Linked DNA regions of Sus scrofa: all the other regions are linked to region 1. Evidence: chromatin contacts called from public promoter capture Hi-C data. All regions are on one chromosome and are shown on one strand. Each heading gives the region's core, a stretch centred on a gene start, on an enhancer-like site or on the middle of the called end of the contact. The rest is flanking DNA. Distances are from core to core; before and after follow the strand shown.

Evidence for each region. Promoter capture Hi-C pulls out the DNA fragments that hold promoters and counts their contacts.
Region 2: a contact with region 1 is called in a promoter capture Hi-C map of liver, with 4 times the contacts expected there. The contact joins the enhancer-like site here to the promoter of CUX1 in region 1. A contact is called at or near these places in 3 of 5 promoter capture datasets (fetal liver, fetal skeletal muscle and liver), 5 of 47 Hi-C or Micro-C datasets (embryonic fibroblasts, fetal liver, heart right ventricle and 2 more) and 2 of 2 datasets of contacts at active chromatin or transcription factors (alveolar macrophages and skeletal muscle).
Region 3: a contact with region 1 is called in a promoter capture Hi-C map of liver, with 3 times the contacts expected there. The contact joins the enhancer-like site here to the promoter of CUX1 in region 1. A contact is called at or near these places in 1 of 5 promoter capture datasets (liver), 4 of 47 Hi-C or Micro-C datasets (embryonic fibroblasts, fetal liver, liver and 1 more) and 2 of 2 datasets of contacts at active chromatin or transcription factors (alveolar macrophages and skeletal muscle).

The regions. Positions count from the first base shown.
Region 1 is chr3:9,315,811-9,318,647 of Sscrofa11.1, forward strand. CUX1 (protein CASP) reads left to right here and starts at 1,335. Exons shown (of 23, transcript XM_021086269.1): 1 at 1,335-1,580. The coding sequence starts at 1,518.
Region 2 is chr3:9,402,765-9,405,788 of Sscrofa11.1, forward strand. All of the region lies in intron 2 of CUX1 (protein CASP), which reads left to right. Among named protein-coding and RNA genes, the nearest start is that of CUX1, 87 kb to the left of the region's middle. Within about 2 kb of position 1,512, at least 2 of the 83 cell types and tissues checked have an H3K27ac peak or open chromatin away from gene starts, as enhancers often do. A contact at or near this core is called in liver, where this site is marked.
Region 3 is chr3:9,420,876-9,423,675 of Sscrofa11.1, forward strand. All of the region lies in intron 2 of CUX1 (protein CASP), which reads left to right. Among named protein-coding and RNA genes, the nearest start is that of CUX1, 110 kb to the left of the region's middle. Within about 2 kb of position 1,511, at least 15 of the 83 cell types and tissues checked have an H3K27ac peak or open chromatin away from gene starts, as enhancers often do. A contact at or near this core is called in alveolar macrophages, fetal liver and liver, where this site is marked.

The DNA.
Region 1 (2,837 bases), core at 85-2,584:
CCTGCCCCTGCTGCGGGTCCCGGCTGCCGCCGGGACGCCCAGGGAACACCCCCACCCCTTCGGACCTAGGGAGGCGAGCGTTGTCGAAACCGAAGCGCCTGGTCGCCAGTGTGAGACCTAGGGGCACATGTGTTCTCCAATTCTTCGGGACTTTCATTTCTAGTCCCTTCAGTCAGAAATGCTGAATTTACAACGATCGGCGTTAAATCCTCCAACTCAGTTGAAAAGCAATTGTATACCCCCACGAACATGTTTTATTTTGTATTCCATACAGCTTTTATTGACATATAATTTTTAAGATTAAGGAATTTGGGGATTTGTTTTAACTAATTACACGGTAAATGAAGTTCGGGAGGATAAAAGTACGCTATTCCTACTGCAAACTCAAACTCACACGTGTGTATAATCAATTAAAAATGAGATCATAAAGTGTGTGCTTTTTGCCAGGTTTCTGCGAAGAAAGATCTCAAAAGAGAATTGACTTTGGGGTTTGTATTTTAGTATTTCTGCAAACTAGGGACCGTGCTTTTTGTTATAAGCGTACCCACACTTTCCAAGTTGGGCACCCAAATCGCTGTGTGTGAACTACAGGAAGTTTCTAGGGCTGTTCCGCTGAAGCGGTGCGGGGGGGATACAGAACTGGGCTCCAGGACTTTTCCTGTCCTGTCCTAAGCTGGCGCAAATCGAGCAGATAGGGGCCATTCAGACCCCCTGGCCGCCGGGGGTGCGGTGCGGCGCGGCGCGGGGACCGCGCGGCCACTGTGCGGAAAATTAACGTGTGCAGCGACACGGGGGTCAGGGCTGCGTTCCCCCGGCTCCAGTGCCCCCAACATGAAAGGCCGTTCCAGGCTGGCTCGGTCTCTGAGTCCGGCTGGGGCTCGGGGAGAGGGTGGGCGGCAGCGGCCGGCCAGCGCGCCTCGCACCCGCGCCGCAGCGGTGGGCCGGGTCTGTGCGGGGTCTGGGCTCGGGCAGGTGGTCGCGGCGGCTCCGCGCGCTCCGTGCCCCGCGGAAGAGCGGGCGAAAGCGGCGCGGCGCCGGCGCCCGCAGCCAACGGCCGCCCGCTCCCAGCCGAGGGCCGCCGGCGACCGCGACCCCCGGGCGCCCGAAAACCGCCCCAGGTGAGCCGGGCCCGGGGCCTCCCGCGGGGGCCCGGGGCGCCCCTCCCGCCGCCCTCCAGCGCCCCCTCGGGGCCGGGCCGGCAGCCGCCGCCCGCGCGGGCCGGGGGGCTCGGAGGGGCGGGGGTCGCGGGCCTGGCGGCGGGCGCCGGCGGGAGCGGGCAGGGGCCGCGCGCGGGAGGCCCGGCGGCGGCCGCCGCGCCCTCGGGCTCCGACTCCGGCTCCGGCTCGGGCTCGCCATGGCTGCGGCGGCGCCGTGAGGAGGAGTCCGCGTCCTCCGTGGCGGCGGCGGCGGCCGGCTCCAGGCCGGGTTTTGGCGCCGCCCGCCTGCTGCCTCCTGGCGGCTCCTGAACTCCAGCCCCCTCTCTATCAGCCTCTCACTCCGTCTCAATATGTCTCAAGATGGCGGCCAATGTGGGATCGATGTTTCAATATTGGAAGCGCTTTGATTTACAGCAGCTGCAGGTCAGGCTTCTCCTCGCTCGGCCTCTCGCCCGGGGGTGGGGGCTGCGGGCGGTCGCGGCCTCCCCCGGGGCCCCGGGCTGCCCGGCCGCCGGGGGGCCGCGGCGGCGGGGAGGAGGGGGGTGCCGGGGAAAGCGGGGCCGAGTCGGGGACAAGTCCCTCTCGCTCCCCGGCCCCCATTGATAACTCGCTTGATCGGAAATTGATCCTCTTTGTTCAATTCATCGATCAGCCCAAGATGGCGCCGGGAGCCGCCGCCGCCACCGCTGCCCCCGGTGTCGGCCCCCACCCCGGGCGCCCCCCCGGCCCTGCGCCGCCGCCGCCACCGCCGCCGCCGCCGCCGCGGGACCGGGGAGGGGGCGGCCCCGGCGGCCCGCGGGGTGCGCGCGCGAGCGGGGAGCGGGCTGCGGCGGGCGGCGGCGGCGGCGGGCGCTGCGCCGGGAGGGGGCTGCGGCCCGGCGGCGGCGCCCGGCCGCGCGCCCCGCGCCCCCGGCCCGCCGTATTCCCCGGGAAAGTTTGTGGGGAGTTGCTGTGGGGGTGAAGCGCCTGCCTCTCCAGGAGGAGCCGCCGCCGCCACTGCCGCCGGCGCGGCGGAGCTGGGGCTGGTGGCGCTGTGGTGCCGCCGGCTCGGGGGAGGGTCAGAGCGGCCACCGGCGGCGGCGGCGGCGGCGGCGCGGCCCGGCTCCGGCCAGGCGGGCGGGTGGCCGGGCGGGCGGGCGTCCGCGCTCCCCGGCCCCGGCCGGCCCGGGCCCGGGCCGCCGCCCCCGGCTGTCAGCCGGCCGGGACTGCGCCGCCGCTCCCGCGTGCGGCGTGGGGCTCCCAGCGCGGAGCCCGGGGTTTGTTTACGTCCGGGCGGGCGCCCCGGGGCCACCCGCAGACCCCGCAGCAGCCCCTATCTTTTGTGTGCCTGCAGGAGCGGCGCGGACCGGCCCTCCGGGGCCGGGTGCCCGGGTAGGGGTGCTTTGGGGAAACTTGCGGGGGGCGGCCGGCGCCCCGCGCGTGGATCCTGGGGGTCGGGGCGCCCCGCGGGCGGGGGTGCGTGTGCCAGAGGAGGGCTACAACTTTCCCCGAGTGGAGGCCCGGCTCTGCGCCCCGGCGCGCAGTCTATCTGGGCCGGGGGCGCTTGCTCCCCGCCGCCTCTCCGGGTGGTCCTCGCCTCGCGCCCGGGGGCTCCCGCGGCCCCCAGTGACCCACCCCCGTCTCTCCGATCGTCTCCTCCGGGGCCCTGCCCTCCCAGTAGGGTCCGCGGGCGCGATGGAG
Region 2 (3,024 bases), core at 262-2,761, 87 kb after region 1:
TTTCTCTCTGCTGGTCACGGAGCGGAAATATTCGCTGCTAGGCCCTCTCTTGGGAAGCTGTCCTTTGGGAGTAGCCCCGAGCTGGTCTTTGTGGTAACGACCTCGGCGGAGGTGCCCTTTGAACGGAGAGTGTCCTTCTCCGCAGGACACGGTGGTAACTTGGGTGTAGAGAGGAGCTCACAGCCTCCGAGGAAACATCCTTGTGGGGGGCAGCCTGTTCGGGGCCGCGGCTCGACGTGAAAGCCAGCAAGTGGGGTCGCGAGTGTGGTGAACCATTATTTATTAATATTTATCAGGTGCTAAGGGCCACGTGTTACGCTAAGTGCATCGCAGTCCCAGCCCCTCGCAGTCGCCCGGGGAAGGGGGTGCAAGCCGCCTGCCTACCGGGCAGGCAGACTCCTGGGCATCGCCGCTGGGCCAGACCGTCTCCTCTTAGCTTCCAAAGGTGGAGCTGTCGTGAGTTCATTGTACGTGATTTCTCTTCCATCAAAGTGATTTCTCTTTCCATTTGGTTGTGAAAACAACCAAAAAAAAAAAAAAATTAAGTATCTGACCTATCATATAAAAAGCATCGCTATGAGATCTTCATTTAAAGGGTGTTGTCGCACCCAGGGAGGCGCGGATAGGCTAAAATGCGGCATTTGCTTGAACACGCTGGTTCCCATGTGGAAATTATTAAAACCCAAAGCACAGGAAAACCTCCCCTTCCGTTTTGAGATGTTGTCAGTCAAGAAAGCGACGATCAGACAAGTCCCTCTGCCCCCTGAGGTCTGTCCGAGGTTTTTCTTCCTTTGCCCAGGGGGCTCCAGTTGAGAACGGTCAGGGCTCATCAGCGAACATGTGTTATTGACTCTTGTTGGCTCTGGGCTTTGGTTTGAAAACGCGAGTTGCAGAAAAAGGAATCCATAGGGAACATGACACGCCCGCGGTGCAGCGTGTGACCGTTTTGTCTGTGGTCCAGTGTTGTTTTAGCGGGAAGACACCGAGGCATCATTGATGCAGGTACAGGACTGTTTTATTGGGCATCAGGACACGTGAGTCCTGACGCTGGTTCTGCCAGGGACTGGATTTGAGGTCTCAGCAGGCCAGGTCCCCTCTCTAGCTTGATGGTCATGCTGCGTGGCCAAGAACCGAGGGTCCTAGAGCCCGGTCGGCTCCCTCGCCCTCTGGCTCATGCCTATTGGTCCTCTCCGGGGGCCCAAGACGGCTCTGCCGCCCTTTCTTCTTGTTGGGGGCCTCACTTAGCTTTTCCTCTGGGGGCTTTTCTGTTTGGAATTCATTCTACACGTGGCACATAGGCCCGGCGATCCCACCGTGTGCGGTTGGTGTGGACCAGGGCAGCTCCCTGTGCAGGGCTCTGCTGGTGCAGGGACCCAGCAGGGGAAGCTCATGACGGCAGCGGACACTTCCTGAGCGTTTACTGCATGCTGAACACGGTTCTGAAGACTCCAACCGAATTGGCCGAGTCAGCACTCGCAGGATCCCTGTGAAATCGGCAGTGTTTCTCTCCATTTCAAAGAGAGGGACCCGGAGCCCTTTCCAGGAGGAGGAAGTTCTCAGGCACAGGAGGTGGGGGTGTCCACAGCTCAGAAGTGGAGAAGCTGGTTGGGGGTGGGGGTCCAGGCCCTTGGGGCGCCCTTCCTAAACTCCCACAGCTGCGGTCCAGGCACCCAGAGCCCCCGTGCCTGTGGGATGGGTCCCCGGAGCCGAGCCGTCTCTCCTACCTCCCCCCTCCCCAGGCAGCCAGACTTCCCTGTCACTTGCATCCTAGGGCAGCTTCCAGCTGCAGGCCCCCGTCCTGGCGGTCCCCTACTTCACATTTGAAAGGTCGCTGTTTTAGGTCTGAGGTCCAGTTGGGGCCCCCACTTAACCCCGTACTGATGCGTCCACTCGGCGACTGCCTGCTGCCAAGAGTGTCCACAGTCAGGTGTCCTGAGATTGGACTCTTGGCGACAGTTGGGCTCTTCCTGGGGATCCCCCCAGCTTTGGAGGCGGGGACGACCTCAGCTCCTGACACTTCCCTCTCCACCTTCAACCTTGCGCCACAGGAAGGCTGCATTTATAAGATACTGGACACATTTTAACCCTACAGATATTTTGAGTCAAACAGACCCTGACTCGTGTGTCTTCCAAGAACATCTGAAGGAGCGGCCAGCAGGGCAGCCTTTGCCTCCCCAGGGCCCCACTCACAGGCCCCATGTAGGATTTTACCTGCATGATCTAGTCCTTTTATATGCAAAGCCATGTAACTGGGCTTATTTGTTTCATGTGAAATAGTTCCAGCACACCAAAAAAGCGTAAAAACAAAGCACTCGTTTCAGTGCCCTTCCTGACAGACCGGAAAGATATTAACGTTTTGTCCATTTGCTTCTGATGCCTCCTTTTTTTTTTTTTTTTTTTTTTTTTGCTTTTTAGGGCCATACCCATGGCATATGGAGGTTCCCAGCCTAGGGGTCCAATTGGAGCTACAGCCGCCAGCCTATGCCATAGCCACAGCAACATAGGATCCAAGCTGAGTCTGCAACCTACACCACAGCTCACGGCAACGCCGGATCCTAACCCACTGAGCAAGGGCAGGGATCGAACCCACAACCTCATGGTTCCTAGTGAGATTCTATTTCCGCTGTGCCGCAATGGGAACTCCCTGATGCCTATTTTTTTCAAACAAGGCAGCTAAGATCCCACCTCCATGCCTCCCCCTCGTTTCTTCCTCAGATGTAAACCCATCCTAACACTGAGGTTTCATCGCCGTGTGCTTTTCGCACTCTCAGCGATGTGCATGCATATTCACAAACAGTCGTGAACAATGGATATCACGATATAGACCTTTCACTGTTCACACAAGCGGGAGGCCAGCGCGTGCCCTCTGACGCCTGCCTTCTTTCAGTTCACCCTCCCACAACCCCCCGCCCTGTGCCTGGACCAGGGAAGACCTATCCCTCCTGCCCTCCCAGGGATTGTTGGCTGGTGTCGACACTTTTTCTTTGTTGTTATGCCTGTCCTGGGGTGTGTGTGGGGGAACCC
Region 3 (2,800 bases), core at 261-2,760, 110 kb after region 1:
CCTTAGGGATCCGCTTCCCGGAGAACGAACCGCGCAGGATTGTGTAATTAAGGTGAGCCTTGAAGATAAGGCACTGGCCTCCGAGGGTTGCCAGGTCGGTAGGTTTTCCAAGTTTAGGTTGGTCCGATCTCTTTATGAGAGCAGAGGCACGGCCCAGCCCCTCTGTCTCCCTGGGGTCCCTTGGGGCTGGTGCTCTGGTTGCTCTGCCAGCCAGCTCGTCCGAGCTGCGCCGTGCCAGCCCAGCCACCGAGGGTCTGGTCTGTGCCCCAGACGGGCAGGCCCGGGTTCCCTCTCTGACCTCCAGTCTGTGTGGTGGCACAGCGAGGTCCCCAGCATCCCAGGGAGGCTTGTGCCCGGGGGATCAGGCTTGCTGGCCTGACGGGGTGGTACGTTTTGCCCTTTTCAGCAAGGGTGTCAGGGTGCGGCCGGAGGACCAGTGGCCCAGCCGTTCCTGGCCTGCAGTAGATAAGCACAGAGCTTCAGAGCAGGCGTTTGGAAATGTTTGTGGCCTCTTGACATTTCAGTGACATCCAAGTGGTGCTTTCATTGCAGTTTATGAAACGACCAGTGGCCCGCCGGTTGGAGCTTTGGAACTCTGGCGCATCCTTCCGCAGAGATGCTCTGAGAGGCCTTGATCCCTGCTCACCCCGCAAGCCCCGCCTGGGTTGCATCATACCAGTTTACTTTGGGTCAGGCCGGCTGGTTTCTTCTTCCACTGGGCAGGGGCCTGCAGGGCACAGTCCCCGAGGGGAGGGGCTTCTGAAAGGAAAGGCAGGCAGGGAGAGACCGAGGACCCTCAGTGGCTGGCAGCCGAGGGACAGACCTGTCCGGGGGTGCTGGTGTCCCCCGAGCAAGGCCATCAGGACCTGGCTTCTCACTGGGGCCCCAGACCTTCCCTTTCACCTGCTGGCTGGGCGCCTGGACCCCACCTGCCTGCTTCCGAGATTTCCAGACCCTGCTGGGGAAGCTGGGGAGCAAGGGCCCAGGGACAGGAGGGCAGGTTCCAACCCCGGCTCCGTCTCGTCCGCCCCTGACCGGCTGTCACATCTCTGCCTCCTCTTTTGGCCAGGCACGCATGGTATCATAACGACAGTGAGTGGTTGAGCATTTTCTAAAATGCTTTACACTGAACATCTCTTATATGTAAAACGCATGTCTGCTCTGACGCAGGGAGCGGTGCCCGCCAGCCCGTCCGTCGGAACCGCGTCATCCCTTTGTAATGGTTAAAAGAAACTAGAGGATGTTGCGATACGTGAGCAATCAGAACTTCAGACTTCAGTGCCCATAACGTTTGTTTGTTGTAGTAAAAGATAACTTCACATCAAACTCACCCTTTTCACCATTTTCAAGTGTGGGGGCTGTGCAGCCTTCCTCGCCCGCCCTCGTCCCACGCGAGCCTCTGTAAATAAAGTTTTATTGGCACATGGCCATACTCGCATGTTTGTCTCCGGTCTCTGGCTGCTCTTGTGCTGCCAGGGCAGAGTTGAGTAGTTGCAACAGGGACGGCATGGCCTGCAAAGCCAGAAATATTTACCGTCTGGCCCTTTCCAGAAGAAGCGTGCTGACCCCTGCCCTAGTGCACATTCTTGTCACATCCTGTGCAGTTGCCATGGTAGCCATCCAGCTGGTCCCCTGATCGTTCCCCTCCAGGCTGTCTGCCCTTGGGGTGCTTTTCCTAGGAGACACGGCTGTGGGTTAAACCCCAGTTTAACACGTCGTCCGTTAAAATCCTCTAGCGGCATCTCACAGACTCACGTTGCGTTGCTGGGAACGCCAGTCCCAGAAAAATATGGTATTAAAGGCTCTGGAAAGTCCTGCAGAAAAGAACCCTGCTGGGCATTGATTAATCTAATACCATCCAACATGGACTGACCGCAAAGCTGTTATTTTTTCGAATCCCCTAGGAACATCCTCCGGCAGGGGTCGGCAAAGTTGCATGTAAAGAGCCAGATAGGCAGTTCCCGCTGTGGCGCAGTGGAAATGAATCCAGCTAGTATCTGTGAGGATTCGGGTTTGATCCCCGGCCTCGCTCAGTGGGTCAAGGACCCAGCATTGCCATGAGCTGCCGTGTAGGCTGACAGCTGTAACTCCGATTCGACCTTGTAGCCTGGGAACTTCCAATGTGCCACGGGTGCGGCCCTAAAAAGCAAAAATAAATAAATAAAAATAAGAGCCAGATGGTAAAATACTTTAGGCTTTGTGGTTTCAGCTCTGCTGTAAAGTCACTATAGCTAATACCTCAGTGATGGACACGCTCCAGTAATATTTTATGTAGAAACGTAAAACAGGCCGGATTGGGTGCGCTGAGCCCTGCTCTTAGGACCAGCAACATCACACCACCTGGGCCCACTCCAGACCTGATGGACTGGGAACTCGAGGCAGGGCGAGGGGCTGCAGTCTGCATCCTAACCAGCCCTCCCCACCAGCTAGCATGTGAGAGCCCCCCACCCCCCCGGCCGGCCCTGCTCCAGAAGCACAAACACGGTTCAGGAGCAAAGCCAACATTAGCAGGGATGGAAGGCCCTTCGAGAGCTGGTCTCTGGCCAGGATCTCTCCCTCACTAGCAGTTCTGTGGTCCAGGTGAGCTCCCTGTCGGGCCTGGGCCACAGCACCCTTTCTCCAAGCCCATGCGTTTGCACAGGAATCCTTCCGTCTGGAGCAGGTCCCTTCTCTTGCTGCCTCCCGCCTCTTCCCTAACTTCTGGTCCCTCATGACTCAGCTCGGGTGTCCCCTGTCTTGGAGGCATGTTTGGAGCCTCCCGGCCCCACCCGCAGGGTTTTCCTCCTCTGCGCCTCCGTCC